Linked DNA regions of Sus scrofa: region 1 is linked to region 2. Evidence: chromatin contacts called from public HiChIP or PLAC-seq data. All regions are on one chromosome and are shown on one strand. Each heading gives the region's core, a stretch centred on a gene start, on an enhancer-like site or on the middle of the called end of the contact. The rest is flanking DNA. Distances are from core to core; before and after follow the strand shown. Region 1 holds the start of ARHGAP31 (rho GTPase-activating protein 31). Region 2 overlaps ARHGAP31 (rho GTPase-activating protein 31).

What was found. HiChIP or PLAC-seq counts read pairs in DNA pulled down with a chosen protein or histone mark.
Region 1: a contact with region 2 is called in an H3K27ac HiChIP or PLAC-seq map of skeletal muscle, with 4 times the contacts expected there. The contact joins the promoter of ARHGAP31 here to the enhancer-like site in region 2. A contact is called at or near these places in 1 of 5 promoter capture datasets (fetal skeletal muscle), 4 of 47 Hi-C or Micro-C datasets (blood, omental adipose tissue and skeletal muscle) and 2 of 2 datasets of contacts at active chromatin or transcription factors (alveolar macrophages and skeletal muscle).

Annotation. Positions count from the first base shown.
Region 1 is chr13:140,946,654-140,954,150 of Sscrofa11.1, reverse strand. It overlaps ARHGAP31 (rho GTPase-activating protein 31), which reads left to right and starts at 5,647. Exons shown (of 12, transcript XM_021070330.1): 1 at 5,647-6,504. The coding sequence starts at 6,405.
Region 2 is chr13:140,855,646-140,862,934 of Sscrofa11.1, reverse strand. It overlaps ARHGAP31 (rho GTPase-activating protein 31), which reads left to right. Exons shown (of 12, transcript XM_021070330.1): 8 at 1,824-1,948. Among named protein-coding and RNA genes, the nearest start is that of TMEM39A, 62 kb to the right of the region's middle. Within about 2 kb of position 5,379, at least 3 of the 83 cell types and tissues checked have an H3K27ac peak or open chromatin away from gene starts, as enhancers often do.

The sequences.
Region 1 (7,497 bases), core at 4,398-6,897, 91 kb before region 2:
ACAACAGAATCCCACGTGCAGCTGGGAAAGTAAGGCTGTAAAGCTGTTTCCCAATGCTTTTTCATTTATATATGTATTTTTTACCCTGAGTGATACAGTTTTGCAACTCTAGGAACCGAATGGGAAATAAAATACACAGTGCTTCAGAGACCAAGAGAGAGAGAATAGCATTTGTAATGATAATGATGTCTGTCTTTCAACTTTTAAGCTGGGAGTAGGACCATTTAAAGCCTTCTGTTATCATCACCACACCTGTTTGCTCTTAGAAGCCTATTTAGAACCAAAAGTGACTTTCCTGGTTGCAGAGGTGATGGAGCAGTAGGAGGTCACTTGCTACATTTCAGAATGTACCAACAGCAGGCTAGAGGTGACCCCTGCTTCTAGGATAGGGAGACTGATCCTGATTCTTGTACCTTCCCTCCCATGGAGTTGACCTCACCTCCACTCTGTTCTGTTTGATTACGGATTGGTAACGTGAACTTCCCTTAATTCCACTAAGGATGCTTATCCAGTCTCACTGGGACACTTAAAAGCAACAATTTGCATTATAACATACATCTGGGAACCGACAACCTAGGGAACTACAATAGTGGAGTTTGGGATACATAACGTTCTAGAAGCCTTTTTGCTCTAGCCATCCTCATCCTCTGCTAGCCTCAGACCCTCAGGGCACCAGTGGCTGGGCTCAGATGGGGCACAAGACCTCTCTCATGGAAGAGCCTCACCCAGTATATCGCCTTCTAGGGCTGCCATAACAAAATAACATAGAGCAGGTGACTTAAACAGCTGACCTTTATTTTCTCACAGTTCTGAAGGCTGAACATCTAAGATCAAAGCTTCTCCTGAGGGAGTTTCAGCTGTGGTGCAGCAGAAACGAATCTGACTAGTATCCATGAGGATTCGGGTTCAAGCCCTGGCCTTGCTCAATGGGTTAAGGATCCAGCGTTGCCGTGAGCTGTGGTGTAGGTCGTAGACGCGGCTCTGATCCTGTGTTGCTGTGGCTCTGGCGTAGGCCAGCAGCTGTCATTTCAATTAGAACCCTAGCCTGGGAATTTCCATATGCTGTGGGATCGGCCCTAAAAACAAGGCAAAAAAGAAGAAAAGTTTCTCCTGAGGCCTCTCTCCTTACCTTGCAGATGGCAGCACCTTCTCACTGTGTCCTCACATTGTGTTTTCTCTGTGGTACACATCCCTGTTGTCACTCTGTGTCCTAAATGCTTCTCACAAGGACACCAGTCAGATTGGATTAGGGCCAAATCTAATAGCCTCATATTAACCCTGTCTTTAAAAGTCTTATTTCCAAATACAGTCAAATTCTGAGGGATTGGGGATTGGGGCTTCAACATATGAATGTGGAGTCAGGGTGAGGGTGCGGGCACAATTTGGCCCATCACACCCAACGATCAGTGACAACAGTGGTGTCTTAAAATTGGAAAAGAAAAGAGGGAGAGGAAATGAACCTAGCAGAAGGAGGAGCTAATCCTCATACCCCAGAATGAAGAATTCAGAACATCTTAATCACAGTCCATGGACAAGGAATCATGTGTGAGAATTTAACTGGGCATGAGCAGAGGAGGGAGAACTCTAAAGTTGTTGATTTGGGAGTTCCCTTCGTGGCTCAGTGGTTAATGAACACAACTAGGATCCATGAGGATGTGGGTTTGATCCCTGGCTTCGCTCAGTGGGTTAAGGATCTGGCATTGCCATGAGCTGTGGTGTAGGTTGCAGATGTGGCTCAGATTTGGCATCGCTGTGCCTGTGGTGTAGGCAGGCAGCTGCAGCTCCAACTCACCCCTTAGCCTGGGGAGTTCCATATGCCCCGGGTGCAGCCCTAAAAAGCAAAATAAAAAATAAATGCTGATTTCTAATCTCTAGTCTTAGGGGCAAATTGGGTGGAAGAAAAGGCTAAATCATAGGTGACATTAAAATCTCCCAAGTCTGTTTATTTATAGCAGAGTAGATTGCTACCAGCCTTCATGACTAAAGGAAGCAGATGGCCCACGTTGACAAGCATCAGTCTTCACCAACTGAAGATAAATCACAGGCAAGGACAGAACCCTTCTGTAGGAGCTCCATGGGAGTGAAGTTCTTTTTGTACCATCATAATCTGCTAAAGACATAATTTATGTTATCACCAAATAGCTTAATTAGTCCTTCTGTTGACATTCCTACACCATCTCCATGTAACCTGCTTCCTGGGCAATCCTCAGCCCAACGGAAAAACCTATTGGAACCCAAACCTGACTTCCTGCCAGAGACCCAGGAAAAGGTATACATTTTAGAGTAAGCAATGAGAAAAAGAAAAATGGGAAGATAAAGAAAAATAGAAAGAGCATATATATGAGTTCTTTTGTGGTACAGCAGGTCAAGGATCCGGTGGTGTCACTGCTCCAGTTGCTGGTGTGGCGTGGGTTCAATCCTTGGAACGTCCACATGCTGCAGGTGCGGCCAAAAAAAAACCAGAAACAAACCAAAAAATCAAAAAACCAAGATGGTGTCTAGAATAAGATTTAAATTCAGCACCTATCACAGGGTTTACTCAGCGATGCGAGGGGGCAGGGAGCATTTGGGGAGAGACTCACTTTCTAGCTCCCTGGGTCAGGCTATTCCCATAGGGCTTCGTTATCTAGCTTGATAAACTGTGAGTTCTTCCCACGATGAGGAGATCATTGAGAACTATCAAGCAGAGACAAAGAACCACAACATACACATTTCAAATAAGGTGTGTTCAATCAGCCCAGGCATAATGGTCACCTTGTCCACTGTTCAGTATTACCTTGCCCCTGAACCCTAAACAACTTGAATCCAGCTTATCATGAAGCAGGAGTGGAAAGGTCTCGGGCTGTTCCAGAATAAAAATTCTATGATTGTGGAGTCCCTTTGGGGAATTCTTGGTAAAGCATAGAAGAATCTTCAGGCTGAGTCACTCACTAGCTTTATAGTTCATCTGGGCAGTCCTGTTTTGTGACAGCCTACACTTGCTGGGTTTGATGGTGATTAAGGGGATCTGGTTCATAGCTAAGGTTATAATGTGAAGTGTGTTGAGAAATAGTTGTGAGTTACTGTTTTTTAGCTGGTCAACTTGTGAGAAATACCATATTTAATAAAATGTTATATAATTAAAAAATAGTATTTGAATAAAGTCTGATGATTAGTTAGTATTATTGTATTAATATAAATGTCCTACTTTCGATAATTGTACTCTGGTTATATAAGACATTAATACTTGGGAAAGCTGGTTGAAGGGTATATGGGAATTCTGATTATTTTCCTGCAAATTTTTTTTTCTTCTTTTAAATTTTTTTATTTTTCTGGTAAAATTTTTATAAGCTGAAATTATTTCAACATAAATAGTTAAAAGAATGTTTTTTAAACCTTTAGAAAGGTAATTCACAGTGCTTGACAACTTATCCATAATTTGTGCCTGGGGGCCTGGACCCAGGAAAAGAGCAACCCTTCAGCCTCTCTCCTTTGCTGCCAAAATGATGAAATCCATTGTAGGTCAGATGAAATAATGAATACGAAAGTCTTTGCTACAGTAAACTCCTAAGCAAGAGTTAATAGTAATAATTATAATCTCATATGGAGATGCTTCTCTATAAATAAAGGACGGAACAAGCCATTATATGAAATACCCTACCAAATGGTCCCCAAGTAGCTTTTAAGATGCTTAGAAACTGCTGTCCTGGCAGTAGGAAACAGGGAGTCATTGACAGGATTTTGAGCAAAGCAGGCACATAACAACAGCGATACTTTAGGAAGATTCAACAGGCCTTTAGGGCATAGGATGAAGTGGGAAAAGACTGGACTTACCAAACCCCACTAGGAGTTATTCTAATAATTCAGGAGTGAATGGTCCTCACTGAATGGGCCTGGAAGGAAGAAGCCCAGCAGAGAGGCATTTTGAAGGACTCATCCGTCTGGCCAGGCAGAACTAGGCTGGGGGTGGGGGCGGAAAGAGAGAAATGAGTCAGTGGTTACTTGAAGATGTCTCGCCAAGATGACTAGGGCAATGCTGGTGTCACTAAGAGACAGATGGCAAATAGAAGGAAGGAGAGACCATACACAGCTTGGGCCGAAAACTCCAGTGGCTCCAAAGGCCAGGCAGGGAAGGAGGGAAGGAGGGAAAACAGGAAGTGGAGCTGCAAAACTGGAGGACTCATCTCTCTAAAGAGGGTGGTACCTCCATGGAGCTTCTACAACTCAGCATCAGAGGCCCTTGACACGTGGAAATGCACTTTCGGTGTCACCACATCGTCTATTTTTGTAAGAGAAGCTAGAAATCCAGATCTTTTAAGTTAAAAATGTTAACTCTTTAATGTTGGCAGTTAATTTTAAAATTTTAAATATTTAATACTTAAATATTTAAGGAGTTCCCATCGTGGCTCAGTGGAAACAAATCTGACTAGGATCCATGAGGACATGAGGACACAAGTTTGATCCCTGGCCTCACTCTGTGGGGAGGGGATCCAGCATTGCCATGAGTGAGCTGTGATGTAGGTCACAGACACAGCTTGGATCTGGCATTGCTGTGGCTGTAGCATAGGCCAGAGACTACAGCTCTGATTTGACACCTAGACCCATAGCCTGGGAACCTCCATATGCCATGGGTGCGGCCCTAAAAAGGCAAAAATTTTTTTTTTAATATTTAAAATGGCAAACAAACCAAACACATCTGTGAGCCAGATTCAGCAGGCAGGCTATCAATTGTGAGTACTCACAAAGAGAGAAGGTCAAGGGTCAAAGTTCATACACTGTCTTGGTGATACATAGGGAGATAAGAGACTGTGACAGGATTCAGTAACTAAAATACTATACTTAAAGCTTTTTCCAGCATTCTGAGCTCTATGACTGTCTCTACCCTTTAAGCCTATATATGGATTTGAATTTATACAGGAAGTTTAATCTAATCCTCAAATGGTGAAATCACCAGAATTTGAGTGCTTACTGTGTGCTGAGTACACAGAAGTCAAAGAATTTCAAATCTAACTGGAGAAAAAACATGCCCTCCTGAAAACTTGAGACAAATTATGAAATAACCTGAGAGACTGCTTTCTTCAGATTATGTTAGAATATCAGAGTCACCTTAAGTCCTGGTCCCCTCACTCCCACCCCCCGCATCACTTCCATTTAGCAAACTTTGTAGTAATGCCTCTGTGTGTGTGTGTGTGTGTGTGTGTGTGTGTGTGTGTGTGTGTGTGTGTAACTTGAATCTCTAATCAGAAATCTGATTTCCAGGGCAGTGGTTAAAAAGTGGCAGCCTCCATCCCTCCCTCAGCTTTGGAGGGGACTTAGCTGGGTTGGGGGTACTGGGGCGCGGGACAGTAGAATGGGAGTGGTTGGCGAAAACTGCTCCCCGTTAGGTTTCTCCGTTGGAATCCCTGTCTTTGTTTCTGTCATTACTCTTTAAGTGTTTGTGTAGGAGCAGACAGGCACCGAAATAGAAATTGTCAAAGAGATGATGACAATGAAGATAAAATACAAGGGAGGACTTTTTTTTTCAGTCCCACCTAGCCCCCTCCATCCAGAGTGCCAGCGCGCCTCCTCCCGCCGTCTTCAAAGAGCCGTCGATGGGGCAGGAAGCGGGTGGCTCGGGCTGTGGGTGCTCCTAGGAGAGCGGCGATTTCCTCCCGGGCGGGCCAGTTATCTCTAGAGTCGCCGAGCAGCTCTGCGAAGAGCGCGTTCTCTCCCCAACCCCGTACTCCTCAACCCACCCACCTACTTCCTCCGGCTCCATACACACATGAGCACAGAGCTGCCAAAAATTTCCACCCTCCGCCCCCCTCCCTAGCTAACTTCCTTCCAGCATTTCCTGAGCTGGATGATCCTAGGATTTGTAAGACAGGAAAAAAAGGAAGGCGTGAGGGCGGGCGAGAGAGACAGGATGCTTGTTTTTCGTTCTACCAAAGCCGTCTGAAGGCAAGACAGCGCGCGCCGGGCAGAGGACCCACGCAGTCCCCGGGCCGTCTCCGCGCCCGCCGCCGGCTTCCCCGCGCCCTCGGCCACTCCCGGGCTTCGAGAAGACGGACCGGAGAGCTCGCCCTCCCTCCAAAGAGGAGGAAGACAACCGAAGACACCGCGGGAACCTGTGAAAGTCCCTGGGACTCCAAGTGAGGAAGTGACACTCCCAGCGAGCCGGCCCGCCGCTGCCAGCTCCGCACGGCCTGCGGCACCGCGGCCCTGGAGGAGCGCGCGGTGGATTTCAGGCTCCGCGCCCGCGCCGGGCTCAGCGCCCCGCGGGCTCCATGCGCTCTGTCCCGGGCCCAAACTCTTCCCGACGCCCATGCGGCCCCACAGCGCCGCGCCGCAGCCACTGATCTAACCCCCACCCCGGAGACCACCGTCGGCGCGGTGCCAAGCAGAGGGGAGGGGGAGACGGAGGGCAACCTCTTTGGGACTAACTCATGAAGAACAAGGGTGCCAAGCAGAAGCTGAAACGAAAGGGAGCCGCCAGCGCCTTTGGCTGTGACCTCACGGAGTATCTGGAAAGCTCAGGACAGGATGGTAAAGTGCCTTCGCCTACCCCCCTCCCCCCTTCTTTTTGTTTGAGAGAAAGAGGGACTCTCCGAGGGTGTGTTACATTCAATTCACAAGTTAATGTATTCCAGGCTTGTGCGCTCCTTCTACTTTTTTTTCTTTTTGAAGAATATACACAATTCTTGAGGTGCATAGCGCTGCCACCCCGACGTGTAGAGGTTGTGTCAGTCCTTCCGTTTGTGTCACACAAGCCGTTAATGGGCGGTGCTGCTGCAAGTTTAAGCGGCTACCCCTGGGGGCCTGGGGTGGGGGCTGGAGAGATCCCGATCCCCAACTTTGGATGTGGGAGAGGAGGGGTGAGGACTGGACCTGTGGGATGGTGTTCACTGGGCTTCTCTGGGTACATAATTATGACCGCCTTAGGTGTCCCTCCCGGCTTCTCCAGTTTCATCAGCTCACATCTTTTTTTATTAATGTGCTGGAAGGCAGGGGGTGCGGTGGATCCTGGCTGGGGGAGTGGTTGCACAAACATTTTCTGAATTTCTGAACTGATGCCAAATATATAGTACCTCCCTCCCTCCCCTTCCCAACCCCTCAGACCCTTTACCTCCTCTTGGCTTTCAGATTAGCGTTTGGTGTGTCAGACAAGAAGAGTGTTGTAAAAAGGTCAGAGGGCCTTGCCTTGAAAATAGTTTAGGAGAGCGTTTCTTAAGGAGAGAGTCTCTGCTTTCAAGGTCAGATTGGAAAAAAAGCCGATCCTCCAGAGTAGAGACAATTTAAACATTTGTTAGGGGGAGGGCGAAAGAAAACAATCCAGAACACAATAACAGCATTTGAGGTTAGAAGTTTTTAATCATAGGAACGTTGGAGAAATTGAGCATTAAATGACTCCTTTTGTAAGGTTGACTGGCCCTGTACTTATCCGTGACAAAAAGGCCTTGTCTTCAGAAACTTCAGTGAGAGAGAAAAAAGTCTACTATATGGGCCTTGTGTTTATACATACATAGATACAAGAAAGGG
Region 2 (7,289 bases), core at 4,130-6,629:
ACCTCCCCATCCCAACCCACTGTGAAAAGGAGGCAGTGACTGAAGCAGGAGTCCTAAATTCTAGGCAGATAGTAGGTGGAAGGGCTGATCAGCAATCTTTTCACTGAAGAGTGTCATCCTGCTGTTTGGTCCGTGAAAGGGGGTGTGGAAACAGACCCCTTGTCAGAGTCTTCCCCATGGTGGCGTGGCTGGTTCCCTCTCAGGAGGGAGAAAGGGCACTGCCACATTGCACAGCTGTAGGGGGCACCTGCCACACTGCGTGCTCTGGGAAAGGCACCTGGAACTCACCTGGCGAAATACCCCTCCATTTCCTGGAGTGCAGGGATGGCGCTCTCTCAATACTGAGCCCCACTGCTCCTCCCCATAAATCCCTGGAGAACAAGACTTCCAGGGATCAGGGAGAAGAGTCCCTCGGAAGGACCATCAAGTGCATTTTCCCTGAGCTTTCATCTACATCCGGGGTGCACTATACCTCAAGGTATTCGATCTTATAAAATCCACCGAAGGCCAAGGGCTTGAAAACATCAGACCAGATCCTAAAGAAACCACTAAACACTGCAGATCTATCTCAGAGGAATCGTGAAAACATGCTGGGCTTGAGATCTGGATGTTCTGTGAGAACCCTGCATTTGTGGTACCTACAAGTTGCAGTTTCATCCCAAACTTTATGAAGTCTGATGGCTGGGTGAGCCAGAGCCAGACAAGGCCATTGTGGTGACCTCTGGTGGCACCAGGCCCTCTGGGCCCAATCTAGCACTCAACCCTGCCTCATCAGGGAAATGAGAGACAAAGCCAGAAAAACAGTGACTGCCCTCTGCCTTTCTCTGCAATGACCGCTGACCACACCCAGCAGCCTATAACTCTCCGAGGCCAGGCTTTCTTCCATGCAGCTTTCTTACCCACCCCCTTTTCAGTCCAAAAAGGCCTTCACCAGCCCTCTCCTCCCCTATGAGGTCCCAGCAGTGTGGCAGCAGTGCAGGGAGCATAACAGGACTGAGGTCTCTGGCTTTCACTGTTTGCTCCTGTAAGGGCTAGGTGTCTTTGAAAACCAGGGACTAAAGTACTTCCCAGAATTCCTACTGGAATTCCCAGAACTGTGGTAGTCTGTGATCTCTGAGTCTCCCACTGACCCCTGCCTCTGTTAGCCCTCACCCCGCCTGTAATAGAACATCTTTGCCCCTTTCTCTGGGGAATATGGTCCTTCATGCTGATTCACCAGTGGCATCCCCAGACAGGGTGAGCATCAGGCTCAACTTGGATTTTAGAAAGGAATTTCTTTCTTTTTGTTTTTGGCTTTTGTCTTTTCAGGGCCTCACCTGCGGCATATGGAGGTTCCCAGATTAGGGGTCGAATTGGAGCTACAGCTTCCAGCCTACACCACAGCCACAGCAATGCCAGATCTGAGCCACATCTGCAACCTACATCACAGCTCATGGCAATGCCAGATCCTTAACCCACTGAGCAGGGCCAGGGATCCAACACGCAACCTCATGGTCCCTAGTCGGATTCCTTTCCGCTGCGCCACCACAGGAACTCCTAGAGAGAAATTTCTTGCCATGTCAGAGCTGTTCATAACTAAGAACATGTTTGGAGTGTTCCTTCTCAATTTAAAAGTCCCATTGATGGTGTTCCCTTGTAGTGCAGAGGCCTTCACTGTTTACTGCTTGAGGTTGCTGCTGTGGCACAGGTTTGATCCCTGGCCCAGGAAACTTCCACATGTCAAAGACACAGACCAAAAAAACCAAAAAAACAAAAAACCAAAAAAACCAGTCCCATTGAGATGTCCAGTTACCAAATTAACCCCTATGGTTTGGCTCTTTTAGAAGAAAGCTCTCCAGTAAGTCAAAGAAATGGAAATCAATATTTAACCTGGGACGTTCTGGATCAGACTCCAAATCAAAGCTGAGCAGAAATGGGAGTGTATTTGTGAGAGGACAGAGGCTCTCAGGTAAGAATCAACAGCAGTTATGTTTATAAGATATATACATATGCACAACCTATTTTTTTTTGGCTGCACCTGTGGCATATGGAATCAGACTCAAGTTGTAGTTGCAACCTACGCCAGGATCCTGCTATACCATAAAGGAATTTCCCTATTATTTTTTTCAGTTCTGTTTCTTAAGTCTTTGGTTTGATTACATCAAACTCACTAACCCTGAAAGAGTAATTTATAAATTTACTAAAGAGTCTTTTTGGTTTTTTAAAAGAGTTTTTTTGTTTTTTGTTTTTTGTTTTTTTGTCTTTTTGTCTTCTTAGGGCCACACCCATGGCATATGGAGGTTCCCAGGCTAGGGGTTGAATTGGAGCTGCAGCTGCCAGCCTACACCACAGCCATAGCAACGTGGGGTCCAAGCCGCATCTGCAACCTACACCACAGCTCACAGCAATGCCGGATCCTTAACTCGCCATTGGGGTTCCTAGTCGGAAAATAATTTTAAATTTACAAAAATACACACAGAGAACCCATAAACCTTCACACAGTTCCCCAAAATGTTAACATATTGATAACTGTAATACAATGGTCAAAACCATAAAACGAATGTTGATATAATACTATTAAATAATTTACAGACCTTAATTATATTTGGCCAGTTGTTCTACTAATGTCCTTTGTCCGGCCTAGGATCCAATCCAGGAACCCGCATGGCATTTAGATGTCATGCCTCCTTAATCCTCCAACTTAGGACAGTTGCTCAGTCTTCCTGACCGTAACACTTTGGAAGCGTTTGGCCATTTATTTTGCAGACTCTACCTCAGTTTGGAGTTGTCTGATGTTTCCTCATGGTTAGATTCAGGTTATGAATTCTGTGCCTGACTCAGTGCATCGTGGTGGGGAGTGGGCAGGGCATGTGAGGTCACTGTTTTATCCTTGGTGTTGTTAACTTTGATCACTTGGTTAAAGTGTCATCTACAAGGTTGGTCCCTGTAAAGTTACTGTTTTTTCCTCTGCAATTAATAAGTTATCTTGTGGGAGATAGTTTCAGACTATGCAAATGCCCTTTTTTCCCCTGGTAGTTTCATCCATGAATTTGAATCTTATTCATTGAACTCTGCTGTGTGAAAGATCTGTTTCTTTCCCCCCAGGATCAAGGTCATGATTTTTAAACAGGGTTGCTGCCCTGTGGGAATGATATCTGAGTAGTAAATAGGAATTGATACAGGAGGGAACCACTATATAATAGGGAATATAACCAATCCTGCTGAATGTGGTGTCAGAAACAGAAGCCAAAAAAAATGTATCATAATGACTTTGAGGTTATAGATTGAAAGCATGATTTTTAAAAAATGAGGCAGGGAGTTCCCGTCATGGTGCAGTGGTTAACGAATCCGACTAGGAACCATGAGGTTGCGGGTTCGGTCCCTGCCCTTGCTCAGTGGGTTAACGATCTGGCGTTGCCGTGAGCTGTGGTGTAGGTTGCAGACGCGGCTTGGATCCCTCGTTGCTGTGGCTCTGGCATAGGCTGGTGGCTACAGCTCCGATTCGACCCCTAGCCTGGGAACCTCCATATGCCGCCGGAGCGGCCCAAGAAATAGCTAAAAAGACAAAAAAAAAAAAAAAAAAAAAAAAAAAAAATGAGGCAGTAGGGGAGTTCCTGTTGTGGCACAGCAGAAACGAATCTGACTAGTATCCATGAGGATGAGTGTTCAATCCCTGGCCTCACTCAGTGGGTTGGGGATCTAGCATTGCTGTGAGCTTCGGTATAGGGCACAGATATGGCTCAGATTCTGCATTGCTGTGGCTGTGACATAGGCTGGTGGCTGTAGTTCCAATTCGACCCCTAGTCTAGGAATTTCCATATGCCATGGGTGAGGCCCTAAAAAAGAATGAGGCAGTAGTTATGAAGAGAAGTAGTAAAAGGTAAATGTACAAATGCAATGAGCAAATATTGACTGAATCCTAGTTTTTTAAAAAAAAAAAGGACTACAGAAGATAATTTGGGGACAAATAGATTGGATTTTGGATGATATATAAGAATAGTAAATTTTCATAATGTGCTGATGGTTCTTAGGAGACATATACTAAAGTTGAAGTATTTAAGGATGAATTGTCAAAGTACTAAAATTCTCTTTCAAATGATACAGCAAAACATAGGTACATAGGTAGAAATAGATAAAGTGAATCTTTGGCAAAATGTCAATCTAGGTGGTAGGTTTAGAGGTCTTCAACTTTTCTGAATATTTGACATTCTTAATAATAAAGATTTGGGGAAAAAAAGCTAATGCCTATAGGAGAAAATGAGATAATATTTTTAAAAGCCTTACTCAACCCCTATGACAATTGTATACCAAGGATCATAAAGCACAGATATTAGAAATCGTGTTTGCCTATTGGAATAATGAGGGATGTCACAGGGTATAGCAGTTACAGAAATTTGGGCTGTAAATAATAGCAAACCAAACTCAATTAGCTTATGCAATGAGGGAATTTATTGGAACAGCCAGATGTAGGGAGGCTTCAGGGGTGGTTTAATACAGTGGCTCTGTCTCCTTTTTCCTAAGTTTTCCCAAGCTATGCTGTTTTTGGTGAATCAGCTTTATCCCCAGCCTGGCTTCCTTTGCTGCAACAAAGTGGTTATAGTAGTTCTAGGCTTTGTCTTTGACTATCACTATGTCCAGAGGGAGAAAGAACATCATTTCTGGTAGTTTGCTCTTAAGGGCAGGGACCCTTCTTTCCCAGAAAGTCCCAGAAAGCCCCATTAAGTGTCTGTCCACCTCCCCCTGCTCCAGTATCAGCCTTTGAAGAGTCACATAGATCAATCACTATGGCCAAGGGAGTGCCTTGTGCTGATGGGCTTAGGCCTGGGTTCCTGAGCCAACCCTGCTGTGAGGAACGGGATTACAGTCAGATGCCCCCAGGAAGCACAAGGGCTCTGTGAGAAGGGGGAAGGGAAATGGATTCTGGGGGGGCATCTGTAATATTCATTATGTGGGGAAACATGTCTTTCACAAAATGGAAAGATAGCCCAGGTGAAGAGGGCAGGTCGCTATAGGTATGATAGATCAGATACAAATCAGAAATTAGGATCCTCCAAGGAGAATTTAAAAGGAGGAGTACCTGGCAAGAAACTCCTGTTCTAAGAATAGATTTGCTGAAGCACATCAGAGAGAACTGCAGTTACAGAATCGGTGGCACAAAGAGGTTCGCCAAGAAACGAAAAGTTGAAACAATAGAACAAAACAAGTGAGTAAAAATAGAATAAATGATTTGCTTTGATCTTGACTTAGGAAGATTTCCACCCCCAAGTAGTTTTCAAAAGGAAGAAGCCTAAGGTGCTGGGTCAAATGGTGGTAAACTCACAGAATGCACAGGATATCTGTGGCCAGACCTCTCAGCTCAGCGGCACCTCAGAATCACCCACAGTGTGGTTCACACCCACAGCAGCTCTGCCTCAGGAGTGCTCTGGTGAAGTCAGAGTATCAGTTTTAAAAGCTCCCCCAGGGAATTCTGATATGCAGCCTGGGTTAAAAACCACTGGTCTCATATCTCATGTACAAGCTAATCAGATCATCCAACTGGCTGAATTTTGATGGTACTCAGGGGTGATAAAGAACTATCAGTGTCAATATAAGTGGCTCTCTGTGGCCTTAATATTGCCTGAGTGGCCACTTTCACCAGAAGAGGGTTGCTGGAACCCTAGAAACTAAAGACTGAGGGGCAGAGGGAACCTTATGGCCATAATTCACCAGCATGGTCACTGTAAGTGGCACACGGGCTTGCTATTTGTTGAAACACGCATGTGAAAAAAGGAAGTCGGTGGGTTAATATATTTAAATAATTTTTTAAATCTTAAAAAAAAAAAAACCCTCCATAATGAAGAGCATTTAAAAGCCTGGAGTTCCCATTTTGGTTCAGTGGGTTAACAACTTGACACAGTGTCTGTAGGATGCAGGTTTCAATCCCTGGCCTCACTCAGTGGGTTAAGGATCCTGCCTTGCTGCAAGCTGTGGCATAGATAGCAGATGTGGCTTGGATCCAGTGTTGCTGTGGCTGTGGCATAGGCCTGCCAATGCAGCTCCAGCTCCGATTCAGCTCCTGGCCTTCCACATGCCACAGGTATGGCTGTAAACAGAAAAAAAAAAAAAAATTGATTCGCCATCAACAGTATTGGGGGGTTGGGGAGCAAGGGGGGAGGCAGCTGAAAGAAAAAAGGGGGAACTAAGAGTTCCAGTTGTGGCTCAGGTGAAGGGATATTTCATGTTTAGAAAATGGAACAGAAATAGAAATACTAAAGGTAAGAAAGACTTGGGTATTGACTAAATCGAGATCTGTAAACTTTGAAGTCTCCCAGAGACTCGTGTACTGGAATTTGTATGTTATCAAACAGAAAGATTCTAGGGAACCCTCCAAAGTGAACTCCTTTGAGCAGGGAAATAAAACCACAGAGATGATCTAAAAGAGTAACCTCGGAGTTCCTGTTGTGGCACAGCGGAAAGGAATCTCACTAGGAACCACAAGGTTGCCAGTTTGATCCCTGGCCTCGCTCAGTGGGTTGGGGATCTGGTGTTACCGTGAGCTGTGTGTAGGTCGCAGATGTGGCTCGGATCTGATGTTGCTGTGATTGGGGTGTAAGCCAACAGCTGTAGCTCCGACTCGACCCCTAGCCTGGGAACTTCCACATGCTGTGGGTGAGGGCCTAAAGACCAATAAATAAATAAGTAAATAAATAAGAGGAGCCTCAAGGACTCAGATAAAACTGGTGGATGCATTTCCATGAGGCCAAGATCTCAGACAGGAAAATATAACCTAAATACAGTTAGCCCTCCATCTCCACAAATGCAGAATCCATGGTTAGGGAAGGCCGGCTGTAGTACATACACCATTTTATATAAGGATCTTGAGCATCTGTGGATTTTGGTATCCGTGTAGGTCCTGGAACCAATCCCCCATGAGTACCAAGGGACACCCATATAGTCACAAGCCAAGGAGCCCTGAGTGCTTAGTTACTCTCCAGAAAAGGAGCCAGGGAATTCCTGGGGGCTATTCCCAAAAGCAGCTGCTGTGGCCACCAGGGCCACCAGGGCCACCAGGAGCTGGTGAATACTGATGACCCTGCAGGCAGAACTATGGTCCATCTTCCTCGACATTTAGGGTCACCTGTTCTCTACCCCTAAAGGCTGATACAGGAAACCCAGAGGAAGTCCAGAAATGCAGCTTCTGGAAAACAAAGGCAGAGTCTCCTCTCAGAATATATGAATGAAGGGATGCTGGCCAGGCTGTTTTAGAAGTCTGTATGTTTGTGGGAATAGTAGATCTTCTAAGGATGGGAATTCTGGCTTACATATGGAAG